2 separate regions of the Hordeum vulgare genome follow, and region 2 is linked to region 1. Evidence: chromatin contacts called from public Hi-C data. All regions are on one chromosome and are shown on one strand. Each heading gives the region's core, a stretch centred on a gene start, on an enhancer-like site or on the middle of the called end of the contact. The rest is flanking DNA. Distances are from core to core; before and after follow the strand shown. Region 1 holds the start of LOC123449208 (transmembrane 9 superfamily member 3). Region 2 holds the start of LOC123446732 (transcription factor MYB44-like).

What was found. A called contact is a pair of places that touch in the nucleus more often than the background predicts.
Region 2: a contact with region 1 is called in a Hi-C map of leaf, with 3 times the contacts expected there. The contact joins the promoter of LOC123446732 here to the promoter of LOC123449208 in region 1. A contact is called at or near these places in 1 of 6 Hi-C or Micro-C datasets (leaf) and 1 of 1 datasets of contacts at active chromatin or transcription factors (embryo).

What each region holds. Positions count from the first base shown.
Region 1 is chr4H:514,103,457-514,108,341 of MorexV3_pseudomolecules_assembly, forward strand. It overlaps LOC123449208 (transmembrane 9 superfamily member 3), which reads right to left and starts at 2,006. Exons shown (of 7, transcript XM_045126344.1): 1 at 1,600-2,006; 2 at 1,088-1,128; 3 at 408-993. The coding sequence starts at 1,754. LOC123449209 (anaphase-promoting complex subunit 6) reads right to left here. Exons shown (of 16, transcript XM_045126346.1): 15 at 3,282-3,317; 16 at 2,774-3,027. The coding sequence ends at 2,935.
Region 2 is chr4H:514,432,153-514,437,037 of MorexV3_pseudomolecules_assembly, forward strand. LOC123446732 (transcription factor MYB44-like) reads right to left here and starts at 2,711. Exons shown (of 1, transcript XM_045123284.1): 1 at 1,575-2,711. The coding sequence starts at 2,613. The coding sequence ends at 1,900.

The sequences.
Region 1 (4,885 bases), core at 756-3,255:
TAATTCAGAAGATTCTTAGGAAATTTTCCTTTTGTTTGATTTGTAGCACATGAAACCTATCGGAAAGATTCCTTTGTTTTTACCATGGTGCAATCAAACAACCTTTGGTGTAAACTTAATCGCGTAGGATTCAAGTGGGCATGACATTGCAATCCCAAGCCTTATCTAGGATGTTTTATCGGATCAAACGGATCAAACAGGCCCTAAACAACATTTCAGATATGTTCCATGGAAATGTATCACGAGGGTTTTGCAGTAAGAACTGAGAACAAAATAAAGCCTATAACTTGAGCAGTAGGGGCAGACAAACAATTTACATTGTTTTAGCATATCTAGAAATAGATACCATAACTTTTAGCTTTCTTGAATTAGTTAATTCACATAAATGAAGTTTGGTGGAAACTTACTTCACAAAATCATTCTTCAGAACTCGCATGAGGATTGTTGCCAGGAACCCTGTGAGGAGGAGGACCGTAACACAAGAATTTATAATGGAGAACCAATGAACCTCCAAGTGATGCGGCATGTTGGAGGAGCTGGAATACTTCTCCATCCTCTTCTCGAACGGGGTAGGTGTCTCCTTCCACTTGACAGTGTAAAGGAAGTCCACATTAACCTCCTTGTCCTCCGTCAGGTCAACCAGGGCACTCTGGTCAGTGTGCACATTGATCTCAATAACACGGTCGTTATTGTAGAGGATGTCAAAGATAATGTGCCTGTAGAGGTAATACTTCCACTCGCTCGGGTCCGGCTTGCCTCCCTTCTCGACCTTACCAATAAAACCCCACAGTGGGAGATCATCATAGTACATCTGGAAGTAGTAGTCCTTGGCTACGGCGTTCCGGAACTTGGCCACGTCCTCCTTGGTAAGCTTCTTGGGGCAAACCGCCTTGGAGTCATGATCCGTGCGGAAATCAAGCTTGTAGGGCGCGTCGACCAGCCGATCCCCATTGAGGACCTCGCCTAGGGCCTCGCTCTTCTCCTTCACTTTCTCTGAAAATTAAAGTCACAGATAATAAGCATGACATGGTTGGAGAGAGAAGTTACTTAACCAAGCAAGTGATGGAATGAATAGTGAGGAACTAACCCGGGGAGCAGAAAGGGAGGTCGAAGTAGCGGTACGTCTCGCTGCAAGGAAAGGAAGCAAGGCGTGAGGATTGCGTTTATAAAGGGGCAGAAATCTGCTTTAGCAAACAAGATCCGGTTCCTAACGCTGCAGACAAAAGTTCGTTGGATACAGGCCAAAATTGGCGCCCAAACCAATAACAACCGACACTTAACTGAAGATGGGCATAAATAGAGGCCTACTACGTGAGGAAGATCCGGGGTGCACTGAATCAGTTGCGGATGCCGCGCAATCCACCGCCCCGAGAGCTCTCCGCCAGATCTCCTCCGAAACTAGGCGGTGCTAAGTGCTAACCATCGTGGCGCGGCGTAAACCCTCCCAGACCATTCCGCCCCGGCGTCGGACAGGGACGGTACACGGCACGGCCAACTCGCCCGCGGGAGCCGACGGATCCGATGACTCACTCACCCACCCACCCACGCGCGCGAATGGAACGGAAAGGGATCTGGAGGAGGGATGGAGATCTGGCTGACCTGGGGTTGTGGAAGGGGCCGACCTTGTTGGCGTAGAGCGGGACGGGGTCGCCGAGCTTGTAGCGGTGGTCGGAGCCGTCGGAGAGGACGCCGGCCACGGCGAGGGCGAGCAGGAGGAGGAGCGCCGAGGCCGCGCGCGCGGCCGGCGATGCCATGGCTCGTCCTCTCCTCTCCTCTCCTCGGGCGGTGGGGCGGCGGGGCGGCGTTGACGAGAGGGGGGGGGAGGGGCACGAGGCGAGGAAGGGGCGGAGAGATCTGAGTGGCGCCCTGCTTGCTTCTTAATAGAAATAGAAGGGAGGGAGGGAGACGGAGGAGCAAGGAAGGATGGAGATCTGGCTCTGGGGGTTGGGTTTGGCTCAGGTCCTTCTCGGATGGCGTTCTTTTTTTCCTTCTCTCTTGCGGGCGGGGCGTTGGGTTGGGTGGTGGTGGAAGGTGGCGATGTACCCGATTGGTCCGCCTTTGTGTGCATTGGTCAGCTAGCGAACCCACATTTGGTCGACGCGTCGGTCGCTTTGGCACGATCCGAATCCAGCTCAGGCTCCCCGCCCATTTGGAGTCCGGTGCAAGCCTCTTTACCGCCTTTTTGGCCTGACCGCACTCTCAAATCTCGTTAGTGTCTACTGCTACTGGTAGTAGTAGTAGAGTTATTTAATTATTACTCATATTAATGAACTCGCGTTTTGCGACTCAAGGCACAACCACCGACAGCCTCCTAAAAACAGAAAACGTTTTCATAATTGAACACATCATGAAAAGGCTCCTGAAAACAGAAAGCTGGTTCTCTTCAACTATAATTATTTAAATACGAAGAAAGTATTGCATTTGATAGAAAATCTAACATCTATCCCAAAAAAATTTTTACAGTTTCTTTGTTTTTTTCTGAGACATCAAATACTCTTTGCTAATCCTATAGAATTTAAATGGACATATCAGTCCAACTCTGTATTTTTCAGTTCCTGCATTTTTAAAATCCCGCGAATCAAAGAAGACCGAAAACGGCACAAGAATCTATATGCATCTTACCACAAGAGTTAATGAAATTGCAATGTCCCAAGAGAACTTTAATTAACCCCCGAATATAAAATACTATTCGGCATCTGGGTTGACAGAACTGCGCAACACAAGGGAGGGAGGGAGGGGGGGCGGCTAAAGTAACAAAACAAAGTACAGCATATTCATGGACAACATTACTTGTGAAAAATGATTGTGATATTTACACTACATTAGGAAATTTCAGCAAAAACTCAGTACTGCACCACAAATCCAGAACCTGTTTGGGTGGTTACATATGAACTTGAGAGCGGTTACATACTACAGATAACTAGCATGCCTAAACTATTTTCTCCGAGCCATGCTTTGGCAGCTTGTCTCGAGAGCTAATGTTAGCATGTCAGTGCAAAACTGGTCGTCTGGTTTCAACCATAGAGCCTGAAAGAAAAGCAGAGGTGAGAAAAATCCTAGCCCAACCACTTGTTAACAAAAGCATAATAAAACTGAGAAAATATGTGTTGGTTCCCATTTGAAGCATGTCTATTGTTCTAATGGTTACTTGTTACGGAACTGTGGATTATACACGAAGTGAAAACAAAATGGAAGATTTCAGAGCATATATTTTGCAGGGAAGTCATTTGTTGCCCTAACTTATTGGGTGATAATGCTTAATGAAAACATAAAAAGCTCACCTTGTGGTAGTAAGTTATGGCAGCTTCAAAATCATCCTGTAATATTAAAAAGAATATCATTAGAAGTAATATATATACATGGAAAATAAATTACTGTCATTACTTAAGCTCAAACACACAAAAGTGTCAAACTTGGACAAATGCTATTCGCAAAATAAATAAATAAAATGAAGGACACTATTCTCATCATTGGAACCATGAGTTTTCTTCTAAAAGAATATTGTTTCCCTACAAATATCAAGTGCACGTGTTGGTGTGTAACTCTAAACTCCTTCCTGCCTGATTGTTTCAGTTTGTTACAACAACAACAACAAAGCCTTTTGGGGCAGGCTAGAGGTGAAACCCATAAAATCCCGCAACCGACTCATGATCCTGGCACATAGATAGCAGCTTCCATGCACCCATGTTAATGGCTAGTGCTTTGGTGATACTCCACTCCTTCAAATCTCTCTTTACGGACTTCTCCCATGTCAAGTTCAGTCTACCCGACCTCCCATGTCAAGTTCGGTCTACCCCGACCTCCCATGTCAAGTTCGGTCTACGCTGAATATGCCCAAACCATCTCAGACGATGTCGGACAAGCTTCTCCTCAATCGGTGCTAACCCAACTCTATCCCGTATGTCATCATTTTAGACTCGGTCCTTCCTTGTGTGGCCACACATACATCTCAACATGCGCATCTCCGTCACACCTAACCGTTGAATATGTCGTCGCCTCTTAGTCGGCCAAACACTCAGCGCCATACAACATTGCGGGTTGAATCCCCGTCCTATAGAACTTGCCTTTTAGCTTTTGTGGCACTCTCTTGTCATAGAGAATGCTAGAAGCTTGGCGCCACTTCATCATCCGACTTTGATTCGATGATTCACGTGTTCATCAATGTCCCCATCCTTCTGCAACATTGACCCCAAATATCAAAAGGTGTCCTTCTCAGGCACCACCTGTCCATCAAGGCTAACCTCCTTCTCCTCTCATGTACTCCATTTTAGTTCTACTAAGTCTAAAACCTGTCGATTCCAAGGTTTGTCTTCATAGCTCTTAACTTCATGTTGACCCACATCCGACTATCATCGACTAGCACCACATCATCCACAAAGAGCATACATCAAGAGATATATCCTTGTACTCCCTCCGTTTCTTTTACTTTGCATATAAGATTTGGTCAAAGTCAAGCTAAACAAAGTTTGACCAAATTTATACAAAAAAATAACAATGTCTACAATGGTAAAGTTATACATTATGAAAGTTAATTTAATGATGCATCTAGTAATATTGATTTCGTATTGTGAATATTGATATATTTTTCTGTAAAGTTAGTCAAAGTTTACAAAGCTTGACTTTGACCAAATCTTATATGCAAACTAAAAAAACAGAGGGAGTATATCCTTGTGACCTCATCCATCACCAAGCCAAAAAGATAAGGGCTCAAATCTGACCCCTGGTGCAATCCTATTTTAGTTGGTAAGTCATCAGTGTCGCCATCACTTGTTCAAACACTTGTCACAACATTATCGTATATGTCCTTGATGAAGGTAATTTACTTTGTTGCGACTTTATGTTTCTCCAAGGCCCACCACATGACATTTTGTGGTATCTTATCATA
Region 2 (4,885 bases), core at 1,461-3,960, 330 kb after region 1:
TTTTTTAAGATCTAGCGAACCGTTGGCATTTCATTCAATAACAGGAAGCAATGAGAAATACAGAAGGTGGGTTGTAGGTCCTAAGACGAGTTTACAAGTGCAACTATGAGGCACGGCCTTTGCCGGCCTCGACCGGGGATTTTACTTGGACTCCTCACGGCGGATCCCAGAATGGGCTCTCTAGACATGTTCCGCCCGCCTCGAGCAATAGCTCAATGGAGTTCTCGATGGCCTTCATAATCTCCTCAGTAGAAGGCTTCCCCCCCCCCCCCTTGAAAATGCAGTTGTTTCTCTCCTTCCAGATCTCCCAACATGTCAGGAGAGCGGTGGCCTTGCTTGCTTCCCTTTGCGAAGGTTGGGATGCATTCACCATTCTTTTCATGATCTCTATGGTAGTCCCTTTTGTTTCATGGTTGATCGGTAAGAATTGTTGGCAACCGCCTCTTGTGCCCACCCTCGTCCATATTTTTGTAGAGAAAGAGCATTCCCAGAGGAGGTGATGCGTCACCTCCAGATTGCGGACGCAAAAAGGACAGAAGTAGTTGTTTGGCCATCCGCGTCTTTGTAACCGATCGTTTGTCCATAAACGATTCTGCGCTAGAAGCCAAGTGAATATCTTGATTTCCCTGTGACGTTGGACTTCCAGATGATCTTCTCGAATTTTGTATTTATTCTACCCTGAAATTACGCATTGTATGTAGATCTAGCCTTGTACTTCCCTCTTGCCTCGAGGTTCCAAACGATTTGGTCCCCTGCTCCGTCTATAAACATCGAACCCATGGCCGAAATCCGACGATGAAGGAGGATGAAGTCCAGAAGAAGGGGCGGCGTGTCGCCATGTCTTAGGTCTTTTATTCAGTTTTCTTCACGTAGTGCGTCTTGCACCGACCTATTTTTACGCTTTGAGTGTTTGAATAGCAGACGAAAGGTGGTCGCCAGCGTGGGATGCCGACACAACGAAGAGGTCCAGAACTGGGTGGAGGCGCTGTCGCCGATCGTGACCGCGTCGCGGCCACGAAGAGCGCCCTGTCGACGCTGCTGCAAGGTGGAAGTGTGCCTACCCAGGGGCGACTCGGGTCTGACCAAGCAATCCAAAGCCAGCGAAGTCTAAGGGTGCAGCTAAAACGTTCAAGGTCTAAGATTCCAAACCCCCCTTTTGAGGTAGATGAGCAAACTGTGAGCCAGTTCACTTTGCAGCTACCTCGGGTGATATCATTCTCATATTTTCAGAGGAATTTACGTCTACTTTTGTCAATTTCTTTGACGAGCCTCTTTGGCATTTGGAGCTTCATCGATCGGACCTGAATATACACTGATGAATTCAGGGCAAACTAGTACAATATTCTGACACTGATGAATTCAGGGCAAACTAGTACAATATTCTGACTGATGAATTCAGGGCAAACTACTACGTACGTGCTGTAGTTGTAATTTTCCTCATGATTTCCCATCGACCAAGGTACCGAGAAAACACAATAATAATAGTAGTACAAATAACGTAAACTGTTTCTGGATTACTTGCAACAACCAACAAGCAAGAAAATTCAGTAATCTCCAGTGAACAAGAAAAATGCTAAAAACAGATTTGTTGATTACAAATTAAAGGCCATGGAAATTACAAGACGCGTTAAGAATTTTCTTGATCATCAAGAAGCACACAGAATTATACTAAGTTTAGAACTTTCTTGATTACCTAACCAGCAAGCAAGACCATTACAGAAAATCCAGCGTTCCTTTGATACCAAGATCCACAGCTATTAATTCCGGTACAATGGCGTCCTAACATTCTTCACCCACAGCTCTTCCATTACAAGTCAATCCCACTAGGAAAATTCGTCACGATCAGCAAAAAGTAAGATGAAAGAACAACCAAGTCAAGGCAAGAGGACTAGAACGAATCTACATCCTGTAAGCCTGGAGCGGCATTACGTCGAACACCACCCTCTCCTCCGGCCAGATCCTCAGCTCGGTGAGCGGGTCGCCTAATCCGCAGGACATGTCACTCGGCGGCGCCGCAGCAGCCGCATTGCCCCTGATGATATCCCCGGGCGCCAGAGGGAACAGGTCGAGGCACTCCCTCGTCGGCGCACATGTCTCAGCATCCGGCACGTCCTCGGGCGAACCAGGGAACAGCGGCAGGCACCGCGGCGTGACCTCGGGGCCCGCGGCCTGACGGGCGGCGGCAGGAGCCCACGAGCGCGTTTGGCCCTGTTGGGAGGGCGCGTGCTCCTGGCGCTTGCGGAGGACGGAGTTCCAGCGGTTCTTGACGGCGTTGTCGGTGCGGCCGGAGAGGAACTCGGCGATGGTGGACCAGCGGTTGCCGTAGGCGGCCTGGTACTTGACGATGAGCATGTCCTCCTCGCGGGTGAAGGGCTTGACGGCCTCCACCCTGGGATCGAGGTGCTGGCACCAGCGGAGGCGGCACGACTTGGAGTTGCGGCCGGGCAGCGCTCGGCAGATGTTGTCCCAGTTGTGCGGGCCGCCGTACCGCCGCACCTGCTCCCGCAGCAGGTCGTCCTCCTCCTTGGTCCACATCTTCTTGACCCCGTGCGGCGAGCCGTCGTCGTCGCAGGCGCCGGCGTCGTTGCCCGGGAAGGAGGACGGCGGCGTCATCACCCCCCCTAGCTTGGATCGCCTCCGATGGATGGTTTCTTGCGGGATGGAGCTGGCGCGTGCGTGCGTGCGGTGGCGAGAGGCCGGAAGACAGAAGGTGGACGCGTTGCGGGTGGTGTGGGGAGGCCGGCGCTGCGTGCCGCCTTATATAGACGGACGGTGGTTAAACCTAGGCGAAGTGGAGTTGGTACCGGATCCGAGCAGGAGTCCAAACGGCGTCGGCTGCAAGTAAAAGGCAGTCCCGCACGAGCCCGTGTGGAGGAAGCTACGACGGGCCGGGAGCGACCGGGATATGGAAAGTCTAGATCGGGAATTGATGGGCCGTGCGTCCGTAGGACCAAAAATCCATCATATATCAAATAAATGGAAACTGGCGCGTATGGGCCGGGTTTATCGCGGAGACGAGTAGCAACATGGAAACTGTAGATTTACTATATAAAAAAAAAAACAAGGAAAGAGTCGCTGTCTCTTACAGCTATCTTAGCACACGGAAATCGTAAGTAGGTAGGACCACACGGCCTAAGAAATATCCACGCAGCCGTGAGGATGTTTTTTTTGTTTTGGGGGCGAAGAGAAGTTGGCACTTGTAATTTGAGTGGTTTTACAAAAAAAAGACATGCACGGTGATTAAGCTACAATTTGCATTCCCGTATGAAACTCGTATTTAGTAGAGTTGGTATTTGCATTGTTATTAGGGTCATTTATACTCGAGATTTTCCCCTATGCTCCTGCGGCTAGGGTTTTGTCTCCTCCAAAGCGATCCGATCGCCTTTAAGTTCTGTCCTGCTTCGACCGTCCCTTGTCTGTGCCCTACGCCGACCCCGGCGGACTCCCGAGGCCGTGTACGGATGGCGTCCCCCTCGGTTGCCCACTCTGCAACGAGCGGCGGCAGCACGACGGTCCCAAAACCCGATCTGGAAGACTTCTTTGACCAGTTGGATCTTAACGATAAGGAGATTGATGATGTAGAGATTGATGAGGAAGATCCTAAGGTTCAAGAAAGCATATGGTGGCTTGCCCTAGCTAGGATTCATACCAAGAAGAATTTCAGCCAATCAGCCTCCTAGATGGATATGAGGACGACATGGAATCTGACGTAGAGTGTGAGGTTTTGGCATGTTGGTCCTAATAGATTCCTCGTCCACGCCTTGTTGGGAACGCATCATGACACAAGGTCCATGGCTGTTCCGTAACTCGGTTGTGATGTTGTGCCTGTATGATGGTTTGAGTAATCCTGAGGACGTTCTGTTCGTCCATATGCCAATTTGGCTTTAGATTCACAAGCTATCATACCCTTATTGCAAGCAGAATATTGTGGAGAAACTCTTGAAGGTTGTTGGGGAGAACTTGGAGATGTGTCTCAATGGCAACATCCGAGGTGATTATGCAAGGGTGAGGATGAATCATGATATCCAACAACCCCTTACGATTTTTTAGTATTATCCGTGCGAAGGAACGGCGAGCTTATCTGGTTCGCTATGAAAAGCTGGCTAGGTTTTGCAAGGTGTGTGGCCTAGTAGGTCATGAGCATAAGGAGTGTGGGCTAGAAATACACAATGAGAAGAAACTGAAATGCGGCGATTGGTTGTATGTGGATGCTCCTAATCGCACACGATCAGAAACTGATCATGTCAAGGCAGCTGGACCTCGCCCCCCGGGGCAGGCTGGAAGCCCAAAATTCCCGGTTGATTCTGGGCAGGAGAAGATTGATCCCGAAACCATGGACACGGCATCGAGTTCGGTGAAGAACCTTCATGGCGAGATGGAGGTGGACACGGATGTGAGGAATAGGTTAAACATGGATACGACGGAGAATGGAACAAAGTACGATTCAGGTACACCGGCACCTCTGCTTTCTATCACTGATGGTAGTGGTATGGATTTAGGGAAGGATAAATCTCCCACGAGCAGCAGCTCAAGCAGTAAGGGACTTAAGCTCTCAAAGGACACTTACAAGAATGAGATATCGACGACCTCCCCTAAGGAGGACGGTCGGACACAATGAATATTCTATCATGGAACTGTCGGGGAGGGATGAACCGTCGGACGGTTCGAGAGGTTTTGACCCTCTCTAAAGCCAATAACCCCAAACTAGTCTTTCTTTGTGAGACTAGACAAGAGGCCATGAAAGTGAAAAAATTGAGATGGAGACTTGGTCTGAAAGGTTTCCATGGTGTGAGTAGTGATGATAGAAGTGGTGGTCTGGCATTGTTCTCGGACGAGGCTTTGACTATAACAGTACTCAAAGCTTGCACACGTTTCATTGATGTTA